Regions from separate parts of the Sus scrofa genome. Here region 2 is linked to region 1. A link is a contact called in public Hi-C data. All regions are on one chromosome and are shown on one strand. Each heading gives the region's core, a stretch centred on a gene start, on an enhancer-like site or on the middle of the called end of the contact. The rest is flanking DNA. Distances are from core to core; before and after follow the strand shown. Region 1 holds the start of WDR91 (WD repeat-containing protein 91). Region 2 holds the start of AKR1B1 (aldo-keto reductase family 1 member B).

Evidence for each region. Hi-C and Micro-C count contacts between places; a contact is called where the count stands out from the background.
Region 2: a contact with region 1 is called in a Hi-C map of epiblast stem cells, with 2.4 times the contacts expected there. The contact joins the promoter of AKR1B1 here to the promoter of WDR91 in region 1. A contact is called at or near these places in 1 of 47 Hi-C or Micro-C datasets (epiblast stem cells) and 1 of 2 datasets of contacts at active chromatin or transcription factors (skeletal muscle).

The regions. Positions count from the first base shown.
Region 1 is chr18:14,089,692-14,095,014 of Sscrofa11.1, forward strand. WDR91 (WD repeat-containing protein 91) reads left to right here and starts at 2,574. Exons shown (of 15, transcript XM_003134652.6): 1 at 2,574-2,776; 2 at 4,098-4,277. The coding sequence starts at 2,654.
Region 2 is chr18:14,731,263-14,736,731 of Sscrofa11.1, forward strand. AKR1B1 (aldo-keto reductase family 1 member B) reads left to right here and starts at 2,830. Exons shown (of 10, transcript NM_001001539.2): 1 at 2,830-2,911. The coding sequence starts at 2,846.

The DNA of each region.
Region 1 (5,323 bases), core at 1,324-3,823:
CCTCCCCCTAATCTTCATCCCCGCTGCCCCCTCTCTAGTCTCATCTCTTGCTTGGTGTGCTACAGCCTCCAACTGACCTCCATCTTCCTCCCAGGCCTGCTTGCATCCAGTCCAGCCTCCGCTCTACAGCCAGGGTGTGTGTGCTTCAGTCACGGGCTCCTCCAACCAGCCAGAGCTAAGACTGAGGGAAGAGACTCTGGTTGCTTAGTGTTGTGTCCCCAGCATCTAGTACGGTGCCTGCCATCTAGTAGGTGTTCATTAAATGTTTACCCCCATCTGTCCCCAGGCTTTTTGTCCTTCCTCCTCGCCCAAATCTAAGGCTTAAAGGCAAAGAGAGATTATTAGATTGGAAGACAAAATAACTTGTGGTTCATCTCGTGGGCACCCACATACTTTTCTTTGTATAAGGAACTGCTGTGGACCCCCAATAGCACTTGCTTAAAGGAACCTCAGGTTACCTGTTCCTTTGATAGCAGATGCCAGAGCAGAAGCAGTAAAGGCTTAATCAGATCAGCTGGAGCTAATCAGTGAGCTAGAAAATCTAGGCGTCTCTAGTTACATAAAGACAACTCAGTTAAATGCCTCTAAAATCTTTAAAGAGTGAAATGGTATAAAGGGGGAACGGGGGAAGAGGGATACTTTGGACAAGGAACCAGTCAGAAGCCTACACACTGGAGTGACCCAGGAGTTTCTATTCCCTCTAACAGGGCTGTCCTGCTGGAGGGTGGCTGGGTCCTCAGAAATGGTCCTCACTCATAAATATTTATTGAGCATCTGCTATAAGCCAGCCACTGTTTTAGGCAACGGGGATATAGTAACAAACAATCCAGAAAAAAAAAAAATCTCTTTTTATGCAGCATATAACTTGGGGTGGGGGTGGGGGACAAATAAAACAAGTAAAATATCTAGTCCGTGACATGGTGATAAGTGCTATGGAGAAGGATCTAACGGGTCAAGAAGGACAGGAATTCTGGAGGTGAGAGCACTGCTCTTTTCTGCAGGATGGTCAGACCTTTCTGAGAAGGTGACATTAGTGCAAACATGTGCAGCCCCCTTGGTGTGTTTGCTCCAATGAGCTATTCATATGAGAATCTGGGAGAAGGCATTCCTGGTAGAGGAAAGCGTTCCTGTTAAGACCCAGGAGGGCTGCTTTTTGTTGATTAGAAAACCAATGTTAGTTGGTTTTATAGGCCTTGGTCTGAAGTTGCCAGGGCAGTTGGAGGTGGGGGAGGTAGAAGCTGTGGCTGCAGCTTCAAGGTGTCTTTAGGGAAACCTAATTCACAGTGTCCCTGGAGGGGAAGGTTTTGTTTTGGTGTTGGCTACTTGTGTGGATTTCCCAAGTTCACCCCCCTTTGAAGATCTAAGGTTGCAGTCAAAGAAGGATTTGCTCTGGGCCTCCTAGTAATCACACAGGTGACTCTTCTTTCCTGGCCTGTGCAGCAAGGCTGTTTGCCTGGGGGAAACTTACACCTATGGAGACAGGTAAAGCAGGCACAGAGGGTGGAACAAGACTGACTCTGCCTTGTCTTGCCATGGGTTTTGCTCTTTGTTATCTTTTCAGGGTTCTCTGGGGCAGATCGGAACAGCTTTGGGGCTAAATTTCCGTGTGGTAGGACTGGAGGATCTGAGTTGAGTGGCAGTAGTGATTCTGAGTAGTACTTTGACAAATATAGACAGCCATACCATTAGAGGGAAGAAGGGGACAGAATTTGCAGTTCAGCCATGGGCTTATTCATTGGGCTAAGCATTTTACATACATTATTTTATTACACTTTTATTATTACTCTGCAAGGTAGGTGTTGTCAGTATTTTAAGACAAGGAAAGTGTGGCTCAAAGATACAGGTTCCCTGCTAACAAATATATGGGCACTTTATAAAAATTTCAAGCAAAAAACTAAAAAATAGGAAGTGAAAGTCCCCTATATAGTCTCACCTCTTAGAGGAAATAACTACAAGCTCTTAGCATGTAATATTCCTGAATTTTAAAAATGTACACACAAACACATACACGAATACCTTTCCCTCCCCCGCTCAAGAAACCGGAACCATATTATAATACTGTTCTGAAACTTGCCTTTTTTCACTTAACAGGGTACCTGTGGTGTTAATATATCTTATTAATGACAGCAGGCTTTTGGGGGAGTCAGAGCTCTCTGATAACACACTTGGTTGTGTGGCTTCACACAAGTCACTCTGCCTCTCAGGACTACAGTTTTCCCCCTTTGTAAAACGAGTGCAGGGCACAGAGGATTCCGCGATGTAATACCAACAAGCAGGGCACCTCAGCCCCCTGCCTGCCTCGTGACCATCTGGGATGATCACCAAGCTCCGGCCCTCCTTGACTTGGACGGCAGCCGCCACTTTCAATAACTCAGATGACAAAACCGCAGCCAGTAAACTCTGACGAGCCGCGCTTCTTTCATTTGCTCCTGGAGGGGGGGTGGTGTGGGGTGTGATGGTGACGGGAGCAGCTGGGCGGGGCGGGGGCGAGGCCGGGGCGGGGCCACAGGCGCGCGGCGCGCGGTGCGTGCGGGCTGGTAGGCCAGCCGCTGGGTGACGCGCTCGGCGCCCGCGCCCGGCCCCGCCCCTCGCCGCTCAGGCCCCGCCCCTCCGTCGCTCGCGCTCCTCTGCCCCTCAAGGCGCTGGCGCAGAGATGGCGGAGGCGGTGGAGCGCACTGACGAGCTCGTCCGCGAGTACTTGCTCTTTCGCGGCTTCACGCACACACTGCGGCAGCTGGACGCCGAGATCAAGGCGGACAAGGAGAAGGGGTTTCGGGTGAGAGGCCGGCAGGCGCGGCGCGGACAGGGGCGGCCCCAAGGGAGCCTAGAGCTGGCTGTACCCCAGCACTGCCCTCCCGGGCGGGAGTGGCGCTGTCACCGCGCCAGGGGGACCGTCGACATCAGCGCGTCCGGCACTCGCTTGACAGATGAGGAACTGTGGCCCTGAGAGGGGACGGGACTTGCCTGAAGTTGCCCAGCGAATCAGAGCATCACTGAGGCTGCAGCCCTGGTGCCCTGACTCCCGGTCCAGGGCTCCGTTCTCCACCCGTCTCCCAGCAGGTGCTGGCCAATCATTGGCCGGGATGGTGATGAGGTTTTAGGAGCTAAGGTTGGGTAGATGCTTGGGCTTTGGCAACAGAAATATCTAAAAGTTGGCTTCCACTGGCATCGAGAGCAAAGTGATCTGCGGCCCAATGCTTTGGCTGGGTTCAGGTGTCTGTGTGTTTGAAATGGCTTCTTCAGTAACTCATTGGCAGCTTTGCTTCACCGTTGAGGAAGACCTGTACATTTGAAAACATACTTCCTTAGCTCCGACGTGATTTTTCTGTTGAGAAATTCTTGGAATTTACATGTGTGTGATTTGTGTATATGTTTGCTGACTTCAGGTGGTGTAGGCGGGTGAAATGAGGGAGGCAGTGAGCCAGCAGCAAGAACACTGGAGGGGAGTTCTGAGACCTGGGTTCTTGTCTTGCCGAAGTTAGTGGCTGCTTGGTGGCAAAGGCAAATCATTTCAGCTCTCCAGGCCTCAGTGTCCTGATCTGTAAAGTAGGGGTGTTGGAATGGTTTCAATATCCAAAAGCTTTTCCGTCTCATGTACTCTGGTGTGATCACTTCTCACAAGGAGGAGACTCCTTTGGCTAACACTGAGCAGCTGGCAGCGTTTTGGTGTGCTTTGAGGACACGGAATCCTGGAATGGAGGCATTGGGAGGAGGAGCATGGAGGTTGTCTCACTCTTTTTTGCTTTTTGAAATCTCAGGTCACCGGGGAGTTGCAGTGATGTAGCTAGAATGGTTGAGTAAGTCAGAGGCAGATCCAGGCCCTGGACCCAGATCTTCTGGTTTCCGGGCCAGAGTGCTTTTACACTTGAAATTTCCATGCCTGCTTTCAGGGTCAAAACACATATCTAACATCAGGAAATAACTTCAAAGCTATTACATTATTGTGTTTTGAAAGTTTTGTAGATTGCTAACCTAAAAAAAATTTTTTTTTAATATCCAGAAGCCACAGCAAAAGGAAAAACTGTATTAACTCTGAAATGAGGGAGAAATCCCTTCTGTTTTACACCACCTTCTCCATCGGGTTTTTCTCTTACCAGGTGGACAAGATTGTGGACCAGCTGCAGCAGTTAATGCAGGTGTATGACCTGGCTGCCCTTCGAGATTATTGGAACTACCTGGAGCGTAGGCTCTTCAGCCGCTTGGAAGATATGTATAGACCCACCATCAACAAGTTGAAAACCAGTCTTTTCCGCTTTTATCTCGTCTACACAATCCAGGTGCTTTTGGTTCTGGAATTTCTTGGTGGAGAGAGTTCTTTGATCCAGAAGTAGATTTTCTTTTAATGCCTAGGGACGGCTCTCTCCGTTACTCTGGGAAGGGGTGGAACAGCCACAGTGCAAATTATTTTTGACTTTTTTTTTCCTTCTGATCTGTAGATCATCTGACTTGTCTTCCTCATTCCTATTTCCCCTCTTGTTTTAAGCACGTAAGCCTGAGTGGTATTTTAAGGGATATAAGGAGCTGGCTTAAAGTTTGAGGTATAAAGATTATGGCTGACCTGGGGAGTAAATCACTTGGATAATGGAAAAATCAGCTTGGAATTAATTTTGAGGATGCCATTTATCATCAGGACTTTAGTTTAAACCAGCTTTTTTTTTTTTTTTTTTTAATTTTATGACCAAACGTGTGGCATATGGAAGTTTTCTGGCCAGGGATTGGATCTAAGCCACAGCTATGACCTACACTGCAGCTGCACCAGCACCAGATCTTTTTAACCCACTGTGCTGGGCCTGGGATTGAACCGGTGCCTCTGCAGCAGTTGGATTCTTAACCTGCTATGTCACAGCAGAAACTCCTAAACCAGCTTCTTCGAAGTTTATGAAGGACTTGAGAAAAGAATGATGATTTCCTTTAATTTTTTTTTTTTTTTCCTTTTCTAGGGCTGCTTCCCGTGGCATATGGAGGGTCCTAGGCTAGGGGTCTAATTGGAGCTGTAGCCGCCAGCCTATGCCAGAGCCACAGCAACGTGGCATCCGAGCCACATCTGTGACCTACACCACAGCTCACAGCAACGCCGGATCCTTAACCCACTGAGCAAGGGCAGGGATCGAACCCTCAACCTCATGGTTCCTAGTCGGATTCGTTAACCACTGAGCCATGAGGGGAACTCCAATTTCCTTTATTTTATAGAGCTTATAGATCACATTTGGCCACTTACCCAGCAGGCCGAGGTTCAAAGGCTCTTTGCTGGGCAGTGGAGAAGAATCTTACCTCTGGACTTCTGTCTCTTCCCCTTCCTTGCAACCTCCTCTGTGTCTTGGCA
Region 2 (5,469 bases), core at 1,580-4,079, 640 kb after region 1:
GCTTGTAGAATAGTGCCAGGCACATGGAAGCTCAATAGATGTTAGCTATTATTACCAGCAGCAACAGCATCTTCACATTAATATGTGTAAAGTTCCTAAAGTGGTGCCCAAAACCTAATTCGGGCTCAGTAGCTGTTTGTCCTTGTGGAAGAGACTTTGTTGCCTACTATATTCCACCGTCGTCTGGTCTCCTCGGCTTTCTGGCACACTAGAAGATGACACTTCCCCATCTCATGGCAGACAGACAGGGCCTTGCAGCTAGGTCTAGCCAATGGATTGTAGATAGAAGGGATGTGTGCCACTTCCAGACCTGAGCAATTCATTGCTCATTGGAGACTTTCCAGTGCCCTTTGGCTCTCCTGAGGCATAAACCCTGAAGACTTGGGTTGGGGCAGCTATGGTTGAACCTCTAGCCTGTGTCCTGGAGGGACTGTGTGTGAATCTGAATCTACTTCCTCCCTTCACTGCCACCAGCCTGTATGGACAGGAAGCATGTAAACTTTGTGTGTTTGTTGATAACAACTTTATTGAGATAAAATTCATATGCCTTAATATTCACCCATTTAAAGTGTACAATTTGGTAGCTTTTCATATATTTACTGTTATAGCAGACCTCACAGGACCTTGAATGCCAAGCTAGAGAATTTAACTTTTATCCTATAGGAATTAGGGAGTTAGGAAGAAATTGTCTTTTACTTGCAAAATGTGTTTGTAAATGAAGTAATCTGACAAACAGTATTCCCTATAACTGGGCTTCTTCCTACCTTTAGCCTATATTGTTTTTCATGTTTATAATCATGTCCTATTGATGATTTTGTTTTCTACTTTCACCTTAGCATTATTTCACTTATAGTTTCCTCGGTATCTAGATTATCTTCATTTTTAATGGCTACACTTTGCCTCTTGCTGTTATTGGACTGTTCATAGTTTTACTTTGAATAGTCCAATAGTATGCTAGTCACAGTTTTAATTTATGTGCATAGAACTGTCTTTCCTACATGTGCACGTGTATGTGTGTGTTTGTGTGTGTGTGTGTGTGTTCCTTTCACTTATTTCTTCAGGATGAGATTACTGGTTCTCGTGATGGGATTACTGATTCAGAGTACATCAAGATTCTTAATGCTCTTGATAAGAATTACTAAAATGTTTCTCAGAAGTAGTCCATTGATGTTTTTTTCTAAAGCATAATTTTGATATGTGCACAATGGCATTTTACAAAGATTACAGAAGCAACAGGACAGTTAGATGCAATAGAAGATCCACAGATCTGACTTTTTACATTTGATAGCCCAGTCAGAATTCTCCATTTTTAGCCAGCTATGCCTTCATGCAGTCAACTCGATCATCAAAGAAATGACAACGAAGCTAGTCTTATTGAATCTAGTCATATTGAATCTATGTCTCTAACACATGACCCCTCTATGTATATCAACCTGGTCCCTCAAGGTATATAATTTTGCCATGAGACTTAGCCCTCTGGACAGCAACTTCTGCGTCAATGGAGATCTTACCAATGGAGAGTGGTGGGCTGCTGCTATTCTGCCACAAACTAAGTTCCTAGCTCTAGGCTTAAATTACAGTTCTATTTTTTGGGGACAAATAGTATCAGAATTTGCCTACCAACAACAGTTTTTATAAAAGTCAAATGGAAAAATCTCAGGGCTAGTCTGTTTGGTATAAAGTTTTCCGGGGGTGGGGGTGGGGGGGGGATTTTTTAGAAGTCACTAAACGGAAAATCACCAGAATAGAGTTTAGAGAGGTCTAGTTCCTGAGTCATTACCGGGGCAGATGCAGTTCCCAGTCTTGCATAATTAGGGGAAAAATTGGAGGGTGATGGAGCAGAAAGAGCAAGTTTGGGGTAGGGTATAGCATTGTGGAGAGAGGTTGCTGGAAAGAAACCAAAATGTCTGCTAAGCTCTTCCAGCAACTTTCCTTTGGGTATCTTGGAAAAGAATGTGTTTTCTTACCTGCTAACTAGGGCTGATTAATCCATTATTTTGCACCTCCTAATTTGGAATACTTGAAGCTACAGCATTAAAGTTAACTTTTCTTTTGTGGGTTTCTGCCTTAATGATCTAGAGAGTTTTGCTAACTTACTGTATATGAAATTTGCCACCTTGATTGAGTCTTACTTTCCAAAGACTGTCTTCTGTGTGTTCTGGATTAGAGCTTCCTAACCTTGCGGTACTGGCTTTTAGAAGACCTGCTGAACCACATTCAGTATAGACACACCCAGGATAGAGTGTGAAGCTAGCCCTGCAGGCTGGACAAACCCAACCAAATCTTAAACTGATGGTCTGCAACAAGATCGCGAGGTATTTCTCTGGTGTGCAGCTTTCAATGGTTAAAGTCCACTAAACTATAGCAGTAGTCGGTCTGTTCCGACAAATTAAGGACCTCTCTTTTGTTAAATTCCCAAAAAGCACGACACTGGATTTGAACAATAGACAAACATATGCGCTCTTTTAAAAAATGAAACCCAAACCCCTTCCCAAGCAACTTATTTATGGGGAGTCTATTACTTTGGCAAAAGCATTCGCGTTTCCACACACCACAGCTGTGGAGTCACCTGGGTCTCGTGGGGCGTGGGCAAACCACGGAGCGGAAAGAATCCGGTCTCGCTAGGACCTAGCGGGAGGAGCGTGCTCACCCGGCGCGCTCCCGCCCCCCGGGGCTAATCGCGGCGTTGCATCCTCGCCGTGGACTGGCCAATCAGGAGCCGCCTTTGTGTAGCCCCGCGCCTAGCGAACCGCCCCGTCTGCCGGCTCTCCCAGGCTATTTAAGGGACCATACTGCCACCTCGGCTGCGTGGTCCTCCGGTCCGAGTCTGAGGAGCTCCGCAGTCATGGCCAGCCACCTCGTGCTCTACACCGGTGCCAAGATGCCCATCTTGGGGCTGGGCACCTGGAAGGTAGGTGCCGGGAGAGCGTGGTCTGGGGCTGGTCTCCAGCTCGGCGCGACCCGAGGAGGGGAGGGACCGCGAGTGACCCTGAGCGGCCCCCAGCGCAGGACGCCTGACCTCCGAGGAGCCACGCTCGGGCTGGCGGGGCCGCCGGCGGGAGCAGGCCTGCAGCACGGTCTCCCTGGTGCCGAGGCAGGCAGCGCGCCGCCGGCTTGCGGTCTCGGGCCGGGGGCCTTGTTTGGGGGAGCTTGAGAGCGGCTCCCAGGAGGCCGACCCTTAAATCTCTGCTGGATGGGATCCGAGGGCCGCACTTTGAATCCGACCCCAGCGGGAAAGTCGCCGAGGGAGCCGGAAGGAAGCGGAGCTCCCCGAGTACCCGCCGCTCTGGTCCTGGGGATGGAGGTTGGGAGGGGCCTGGGAGGTGGAGCGGAAAGAGGAGTGGGGCGTTGGGTGCGGGCGTCCCTTGCCTAAAGGCACCTGTTGTGGCTGCGCCTTTTGTCTTTCTTCCAAATAGACCTAATTCCGTTTTTGCTCTCTTAGGGATAAGCATCCCAAGGTAAGACGGGCGACTGCAGATAATTTAATTAGGCGGCACGAGTTTTCCCAGGGACCCATCTATTTACCTGTCCCCAAGCAAAGGGCGACGAACCCCTGGGGTGTCGGGAATTGGGCAGAGAATCCGGGCCCCGGGTGGTCAACACTGCAGGCCTGAGTCAGTAGTAAAACATCAACACCACCGAAATCTCTTAACACCTGCCAAAAAATGGTTAGGAGTAAAAAGAGGGTAGTCTGATAAACTGAAAACTGGGCCGGGGGGGGGGGGTGGGTTATTATGGGCGCCGAGGCAAAACCCAATATTTTTAAGCCGCTTGTAAGTTAGCTTCGGGGTATTGTATAGTACATCCACAGCTGTGACCTGGGTTTTCCCGGGAACTTTGAGTATGGGTCTGGCATTGAATATTTATACACAGAAAGAAAAGGCTAGATGGCTTGAGGGCACCGTGAAATGGTTTGAAATACACCAGAAGCTGGTGTTTACCTCTCCCCTAAAAGTTGCAGTTGAAAAGTCTGTGAATATAAGGCGCATAAAAGGTCGTAGCGTTGCCTCCTACAAAGAGCGTTTCTTGGCCAAAGTGATCCGAATCCATGTGATTGGGTTTCCTTCATAAAGTCCAGTGGTGGCTCTAAGGGTGTAATTGAATTATGACCATTGTTCGAGTTAAATTCCATCTGTGGCAGGTTATTCTCTTGGAATGGATGTGGACAGACAATTTCTTGGCAATGGCAAAGTACAGTGTCTGTGATCACGCACAGACATACACATGTAACTGGAACAAAAGTTCCACAAAACGATACTTAACCTTACTGGGTTGGAAGTGTTTTACTAATTTTATTCTAAATTCGTATTTTCAGAAATGATGGTCCTGACCTTAGATCTTTTATTTCAAAATCACTGTTCTGGGGTAAATAAGGAGTCAAAGTTGATTTTAAAAAAAAAAAAAAAAGTTTTAAATCGTTTGCTTGAGCCACCTAACGCGCCCCCAACAAAGTTGATTTTTTTTTTTTTTTTTTCCTTTCTTTCCTTTTTGACCACTCCTCAACAAATGGAATTCCCAGGGCCAGGGATCAAGTCTGACTTAAGCTGCAGCTGTGGCAACGGCAGATCCTTTAACCCACTGTGTTGGGCCTGGGATTGAACCTGCGTCCTGCCAAGCAGAGATGCAGCCAATCTCGTTGTGCCACAGCAGGAACTCCCAAAGCTGAATATTTGGTTGAGATAGCTCTATCAAATCTGTGCGTTTAGATCATTCATCCCAGCAGAATAAGTTCCTTGAAGGCAGGGTAGCATTTGCCTTAGACCACTATTGACAGCACTGCTCACAGTGCCTGGTAAATAGTAGGTACCCTAAAGATACATGTTGAATTAATACAAAGAAGTGAGGTAACTTTAGATTTGGAAGGGTGAGCAGATGAGGTTGTACAGAATTGTGGAGAGGCATGGTGGTGGTGGTGGTGGTGGTGGGGTGACAGTGGAATAAACGGTTTAAGTATGGGCTTGGGCTTGGAGTCGATTTCCTTTTTCTTTCTTTTTTGGCCACACCCACGGCACTTGGAAGTTCCTAGGCCAGGGATCAAATTTGAGCGATAGCTAAAACCTTGCTGCAGTTGCTGCAATGCCAGTTCCTTTAACCTGGGGATTGAACCCTGGCTGGGGATCGAACCCTCCTCATGGCAGAGACAATGCCAGATCCTTTAACCTGCTGCACTACAGTGGTAACTCCCCCTCCCCCTTTTTTTTCTAAGTGAAAAAGTTTTGTAAATTGTGGTTAATACCTTTCCCCTGTCTGTGGGTATATATTCCTTCAGAGATGCTGGACAGAAGATGGAGTGTTTGCTTATCTTCATGAAAACTGGGGGAGGTTCTGCAAGAGGGTGCAATTCCTCGTTTCCATGGATCTTCCGTGTTGTGGAGGCTGTGTTGTATCCTTCAGACCCTTGGCAGGGCCCTGGGACTCTCCAATCACTGTTCCTTCGAAGGTCCTCACACTTGCCCCGCTCCCCTTGGA